Regions from separate parts of the Capra hircus genome. Here region 1 is linked to region 2. A link is a contact called in public Hi-C data. All regions are on one chromosome and are shown on one strand. The core of a region is the stretch at or near the end of the contact, and the rest is flanking DNA. Distances in the headings are between cores, read along the strand shown.

Region 1 (3,058 bases), core at 398-2,897, 320 kb after region 2:
TGCAGGCCTAAAGGGAGATCGAGCATCCTTTCCAAACCCACCTACCCCATCCCAGGAGATTGGCAACCTCTGAGGATGAGAAGGTTTCTGGAGCTTGGAGGGTAGGCTTGGGTCGCAGGGGAAGAAGCATCGCTGCTCCGCGTCCCAGTCCCGGCTCCCTGCAGTTTCTGAACCTAGGTTTCTATCTCCCCTTAAGGAGAACTCAACCTCTCCCCGCCACCCCCCGCCCCGCCCCTTTAGGAGAGGAAGCCAGCGGGTCTGAGTTTCACCTAAGAGTGCCCAGTTCGCTGGGCCAGGCCTCGTTCTGCGCTTGTCGAAGCTGCCAGCGCATGAAGGTTTCTAGCACCCCTCATCGGACCTCCATTTCCCAGATGGCAGGATGGGATTAACGCTTGCTGTGCACTCGGCCTCTTCCGGGGTCCTCCTTTCCCTCCACAGCGGCTGCGGATTGAACTCGGAGGGCTAGAGCCGGGAAGGAAGGAGACCTCTGGGTCAAGCCTCGGCATATGGGGAGGATCCCTCAAGTTTGGGACATCAGTGTCTCAGTAATTTGCAGGTCTTGAAGAGAAGCTAAACTGGGGCCCGATGGATCAGTTCAGGGAAGACCTCAAGCAGAGGAAGGGGCAAGTGACTCCGGGGTGTCCTGGAGAGACCAACTCTGACCCAGAGAAGTGCCTGAGTCAGATGCAGTTAGAGCCCCTTCCCCTTTCATCCTGGACTGGGTGGGGGAGGGCTGTGGAGAGAAGGTCTTCAAAGCTTGGGGCAGATTTCCTAGAGGGAGTAGACGACGTTGAGGGTTCTGAAGGAAGAGCAAAGAAAGAGGCCAAAGATCTGGAGATTTCTCTCCGTGGCTTCTGGTTGCACAGGATGGAGTATGGAAGGCCCAGGGCAGAAGGTGATAAACAGACCCACAAATCCTGGGAGAAAAGCAGACAAATGGACAGAATCGGGCTTTTTTTTTTTTTTTTTTTAAGTTTCCAGGCCGAATTCAGATTCTAAAACCCCCAATTCTCCCAGTGGCCTCGGAACAAAACCTGTAAAGCTGGAGGTTTTACAGGTTTTAATCTGAAGATATATTAAAATAACTGAGGATCCTCTGACCCTTCACCAGCTCCTGAGGAAAGTCTGGGGGATTCACCCTCTATCCCCCACAATATGTGCCATGCCTTCCCTCCCTTCTCCTCACCCTTTCCAAGCCCTTCTGGGAAATATAGTTGCTTCACAGCGCCCTCCCCCCCAACACCCCCCCCCCCCCCCCCGCCAAATACCAGGTCCATCCTTCTGTTGCAATGAGGAGGACCCTCAGACTCAGAAGGATCCTTTCTGTAGCCCTCCCTAGTCTTCAAGCTAAATCCGGAGCACTTGCAGCCAAGCTCTTCTAAAAGCTTGCGCTTCTCTGAGACGCGGGCTTGGAGTGCCACCTAGTGGCATTTGTGGAGACGTGCAACAGCAGCACGCACCCTTCAACCCCCCCTTTTCCCTCAACCCCACCTAGAACCCCAAAGTCTCACCCTCACACCACAAGCCCTTACGTGAGCACGCTTCACCTCCACTTTTTGGCACTTCGCCATTAGGAGAGGGCCACGGCAAGAAAAGAGCAAGGGTGCAACTGAGGGGCACATCCTTGGAACCCACAGATGCCAGGGACGTTCTTTCAGGAGCTGGACATGGGCTGAGAAAGGCGCAAACCCGTGTCTCTGCTGGTGCGCCGGGGGTACGGGGGCCGTTGAGCGTAAAAACGGTCCTCCTTGGGCTTTATTGTGGCTCAGACGATAAACAGCCTGCAGTACAGAGACCCTGGTTCGATCCCTGGGTCGGGAAGATTCCCTGGAGAAGGGAATAGCAATCCACTCGAGTATTCTTGCCTAGCGAATCCCATGAACAGAGGAGCCTGGCGGGCTATACAGTCCATGGGGTCGCAAAGAGTCGGACACGACGAGCGACTCACACTTTCACTTTGGGGCGTCTCAAGAGGCTACTTCTTCTTCTGGGCGAGTGCCTTAAGGGGAAATTATGAGTGCCTAGTTGTCCCTGTTCCTACTCCAGCCAGGCGCTCCACTGCAGTCACCCGGGACTTCGGAAGCAAATTCAGAACCCTCCTCGCTCCCGAAATTCAAGCCCTCGCAACGGCCTCCACGCGGGAAAGGTTAGGCAAGAGCTCCCTCTGCTGTCCATAGGTCGGTACTGCTGCAGGCTACCGTGCTGACGGGCTGTAAAACTCAAGGCGAGAGGCAGGATCTGTGTCTCTGATCCTGATCTGATCTGCGGGCAGACATCACAGCCATCCCTCTGCCGTCAGAAAGGAGGTCCCTTACCCAAACGGGCATAAGAGGCTTTTCTGATATTTATGGGTTTGCACAAGGAAGAAATGACTCTGCTCCAGAGTTCCACCCCTACTGCTAGTTCTGTGCTCTTTCTGCTGCTGGCCCACACCCCCAACTGACACAGTGTCTGGCAAGTTATAAATTTCTTCCTCTATACTATGATTGTCAAGCCTGTCAGAACAGGGTGTGTTTCATGGGTAGTAATCTCCAGATAGAAAGTCAGGGGAAGGATGAGTACCAGCAGGTCAGTCCACTCAGAGCTATCTAAAAAGTGGTGAGAAGTGATGACTGTGTGTCTGGCACTTCTAGAAGAGCCAAGACTCCAGGATTTTCAGGTGACCACCAGTTATTCCCCGACAGAGAACCCCCAAGACGGCCCTCTCATGGTTGACACACACTGATTTCTGCATTTACCAAGTACTTCCTCTTGCTCACCTAGGCGGCCACCATCTCCTGTTGACACCGAACACCTGACCTTGGGACAGCCACACTCACCAGAGCCCCAATTCTCAGATCCACTCCCACCCCTTGCAAGACATTCTCCAGGCCTGGACTATTAGGAGAAGCAAGGTCAGAGAGGGCAGGAACCCTGGTCAGCTGTGGGATGAGGCAGTCTGTAAAGGTTACCGTAGGTCTTTGCCCTTGAATTTGGCCCTGTCCTTAGAGAAGAGAGGGAGCAATGGATGTGTGTGACAGAAGGAGGGGTAGAGGGCTTTGAAGTCCCTCCCAAATGA
Region 2 (3,079 bases), core at 501-3,000:
ATTCCAGCAGCATTTATTGATTAACTCTGAGCCTGGCCAGTCCACCCTTAACCCAGCCCTGCTTGTGGACTATATCATATAACCTTCCCAATAGCCCTGTTGGTACTTGTATTATTTCCATTTGGCAGATTAGGAAAGAGAGGCCCAGAGAGATTCATTCACTTGTGCTAAGTCACACAGCACTGAGAATAGCTGGGTTTTGTCTCAGATCTCTGTCACCCAGGAAGCCCAGCTGGTTTTCCTGGCTCCCACTCTGGGAAAAGTTCTAGTCCAGATCTAACGGGACTGTCTGTTAACTTCTCTCCCTCCGTCTCCCACATACCCAAGGAGAGAGTCCTGAGCTTTTCAGAGTCTGTGGAGGTTCCTGATGCTGATATTGAAGGATACTCCCTAGCCCTAAGAACTGGAGTTTTTGACTTTTTAAAAGATATCTATTTATTTGGCTGTGTCGGGTCTTAGTTGCCGCACACAGAATCTTTAGTTTGCAGGATCTTTTATTAATAATTGCAGCATGAGGAATCCTTAGTTGCAGCATACGAATTCTTAGTTGCAGCATGCGGAATCTAGTTCTCTGACCAAGGATTGAACCCAGGGCCCCCTGCACTGGGAACATGGAGTCCGAGCCACGTGACCACTAGGAAAGCCCTGAGAACTGGAGTTTTGAATCAGCAAAGGCCCAATTGTCCTGAGATGGGACCCCTACCCCGCAACATCCCACCTCCCTTAGGGACTTAGTAGTATGGAGACCCTGACTCTTAAACTCCAGCCCTGCTGGAGGGTGAGGGTCCTGGCTCTATAGCTCATGTCTATCCCTACATGCCCGGTCTATCCCCTACACCCCCCACACACCGGACCCCTCCCTCATAGTTCCACACAGTGGTGACTTATTCCCACATGACTGTAGGCAGGGCTTGACAGGGGCCCAGCCTGGCTTGAGAATCTCCTCCTCTCAGCTCCAGGCTTCCTCTGTGGAATTCTCTCTCTTCACCATGACCATGGGCTCTGCTCTCCTGGAGAACTTTGGGGCCACTGTGGCAAGGGCCTCCCTACCTGCCAGACCAGACACCCCATTGGAAAGTATCACCCCCTGGCCTGCCCCTCTTCCTTGAAGCTGCCTAATGGGGAGAAAGCCCAGGATCCTTAGGCCCTGGCTCCACGAGAGAGGGACCCAGAGGTCACGCCCTCTACTGTTCCACTCTGTGCCAGGAAACAGTCCCGGATTCCCACCTCTGGGGCCAAGGACTGCAGGCCCCACCTCAGAGCTTCTGCGAACTAAGGTCCCCCGACTTTGAGGGCCTCCCCCGCGCTCCCGCACCGAAGTACCTTTGGAAGTTGCAGGGCCAAGTGGAGGAGGGCTCCAGAGAAATGCCCTGAAGGAGCCCCACCTGTTGCCCCGTGAGGTATAGACTCAGACTTCAGATGCCCCTCCAGAGCCTGGCTCCACAGCAAGAGAAACGCTCTCTCCGCTCCAAGCTTCAAGTTCTAGCCTGCTGGTGGCCCTCACTCCCTCCACTCCTCTGGATCTGACAAACAGGCCTCCCTGGGATCTGGACCGGCAGCGGCTGCTCTGAAGCAGAGGATGGCGGGATAGAGGAGTGCTCCAGCGGGCCTCCTAGTGGGCGGCGGCGTCACCGCCAACGGGTATCTGGCCGGGGGCGGGGTTTGGACAGGGTAGGGCCCGCACCGCCGCCAGGTGTGTTGGGCTGAGGAGGGAGCGGGTATAGAGGCCGACAGGCGCGCTTCCCGGAAGGCGCCAGCAGAGGGCGCGCGAGGACCGGTCAAGAGGCCCGGCGTGTGCGAAGGCCTGTGATGGGGGTGTGGTAGACAAGGCGGCAGGTGCCCTGGAGGAACCGCCCAGGGGCTTCTCTCCGACTCCCCCGGGTGGGAGCTGGGGCTGGAAGTGTCCGGACTGCGCGGCCTTTCGCTCCTCAGGCAGAGGTGCCCGATGGGGATGTGGCCTAGCGCGCCCCTCCGTGGGTGGGTAGACCTTCCCCATTACCGGGCAAGGGAGTAGGGTCTGTATATTCAGGACTGGTGACCTTGATGCTGAACCTGGTGGGACCCCCTTCCTCAGACACCTCAGGTCGAAATTCTGTGCCTCAGTTTCCCCCTGCGTGAGTTCTGTCCTTGCTCCCGGAAGCTCTAAACTGGGGCACCAGGTGGGGTGATCCCGTGAAAGGGAATTAGTATGCCCCCGCCCCCGCCCCCGCCCCGTCCCCGCCCGTCCCCGCCCCGTCCCCGCCCCGTCCCCTCATTGATTACCCTGACCTCGCCAACCTTGAATCTAGAGCTTGGGGGGAAGTAGAAAAAGATGGGAGAGGAGAGGAGTGAGTGATGGAAGAAGTGACACTGTAAAAGCAAATGGAAGGGAAGGATGGAGGAAGAGGAAGGGGAGGAGGAAGGGGAGGAGTAGGGCGTGGGTCGGTGGGTGGGTACGAAGAGGGGCTTAGCCCTCTTAGCGGAAGCTCTCCCGAGACTGGGGCTAGCTGCGCCTGCTCTGGGCTGTGATGAGGCCTGAGCTCTCCGCTGCGTCCCAGAACCATCGCTCTGCCAGTTGCCGCCCTCCAGCCTCCATGATTTATAGCTGGGCCAGGCCCAGCGACCTTGGGTGGATAACTAATGAGGGGTCAATAACGCTACAGAAAAAGTGAACTGGTGAGGGAGGAGGAAAGAGGCCCATTAGCCGGTCCATCTCTTTCCTCCCGGCATCCTCTCGCTAAATCCCTGGGCCTCTCATTCAGGCCCCTCACTGGGAGGGTTTTCCTAGAGACTCTTGATGGGGTCTGAGGCCTTGCATATAGGAAGGTGGGTTGTGGGAGGCAGAGCCTGAGTCTCAGCATCTCCATCATCTGGTTCTTATTGAGAGGAGACCAAAACATTCTCCTTGCAGTCTGCCAATTCCCCTCTCCCTGTTCAAGGTCACCTGGGTCATCCTCTGGATCCCCAGTCCATTTTCAGCACTACAGGGGACCAGAGTTGGGGGGAAGGAAGCAGCTCTCTCAATACCTGGCCTCACTGAATGTATCTCCCTTAATTACCTGTCAGCATCAAGGTGCTGGCCTAAGCGCTTTTTCACTTT

Evidence for each region. A called contact is a pair of places that touch in the nucleus more often than the background predicts.
Region 1: a contact with region 2 is called in a Hi-C map of blood, with 3 times the contacts expected there. The contact joins two enhancer-like sites. A contact is called at or near these places in 3 of 5 Hi-C or Micro-C datasets (all in blood).

What each region holds. Positions count from the first base shown.
Region 1 is chr26:29,662,879-29,665,936 of ARS1.2, forward strand. No RefSeq gene overlaps it. Among named protein-coding and RNA genes, the nearest start is that of LBX1, 15 kb to the left of the region's middle. Within about 2 kb of position 1,648, at least 2 of the 5 cell types and tissues checked have an H3K27ac peak or open chromatin away from gene starts, as enhancers often do.
Region 2 is chr26:29,347,246-29,350,324 of ARS1.2, forward strand. No RefSeq gene overlaps it. Among named protein-coding and RNA genes, the nearest start is that of POLL, 18 kb to the left of the region's middle. Within about 2 kb of position 1,751, at least 3 of the 5 cell types and tissues checked have an H3K27ac peak or open chromatin away from gene starts, as enhancers often do.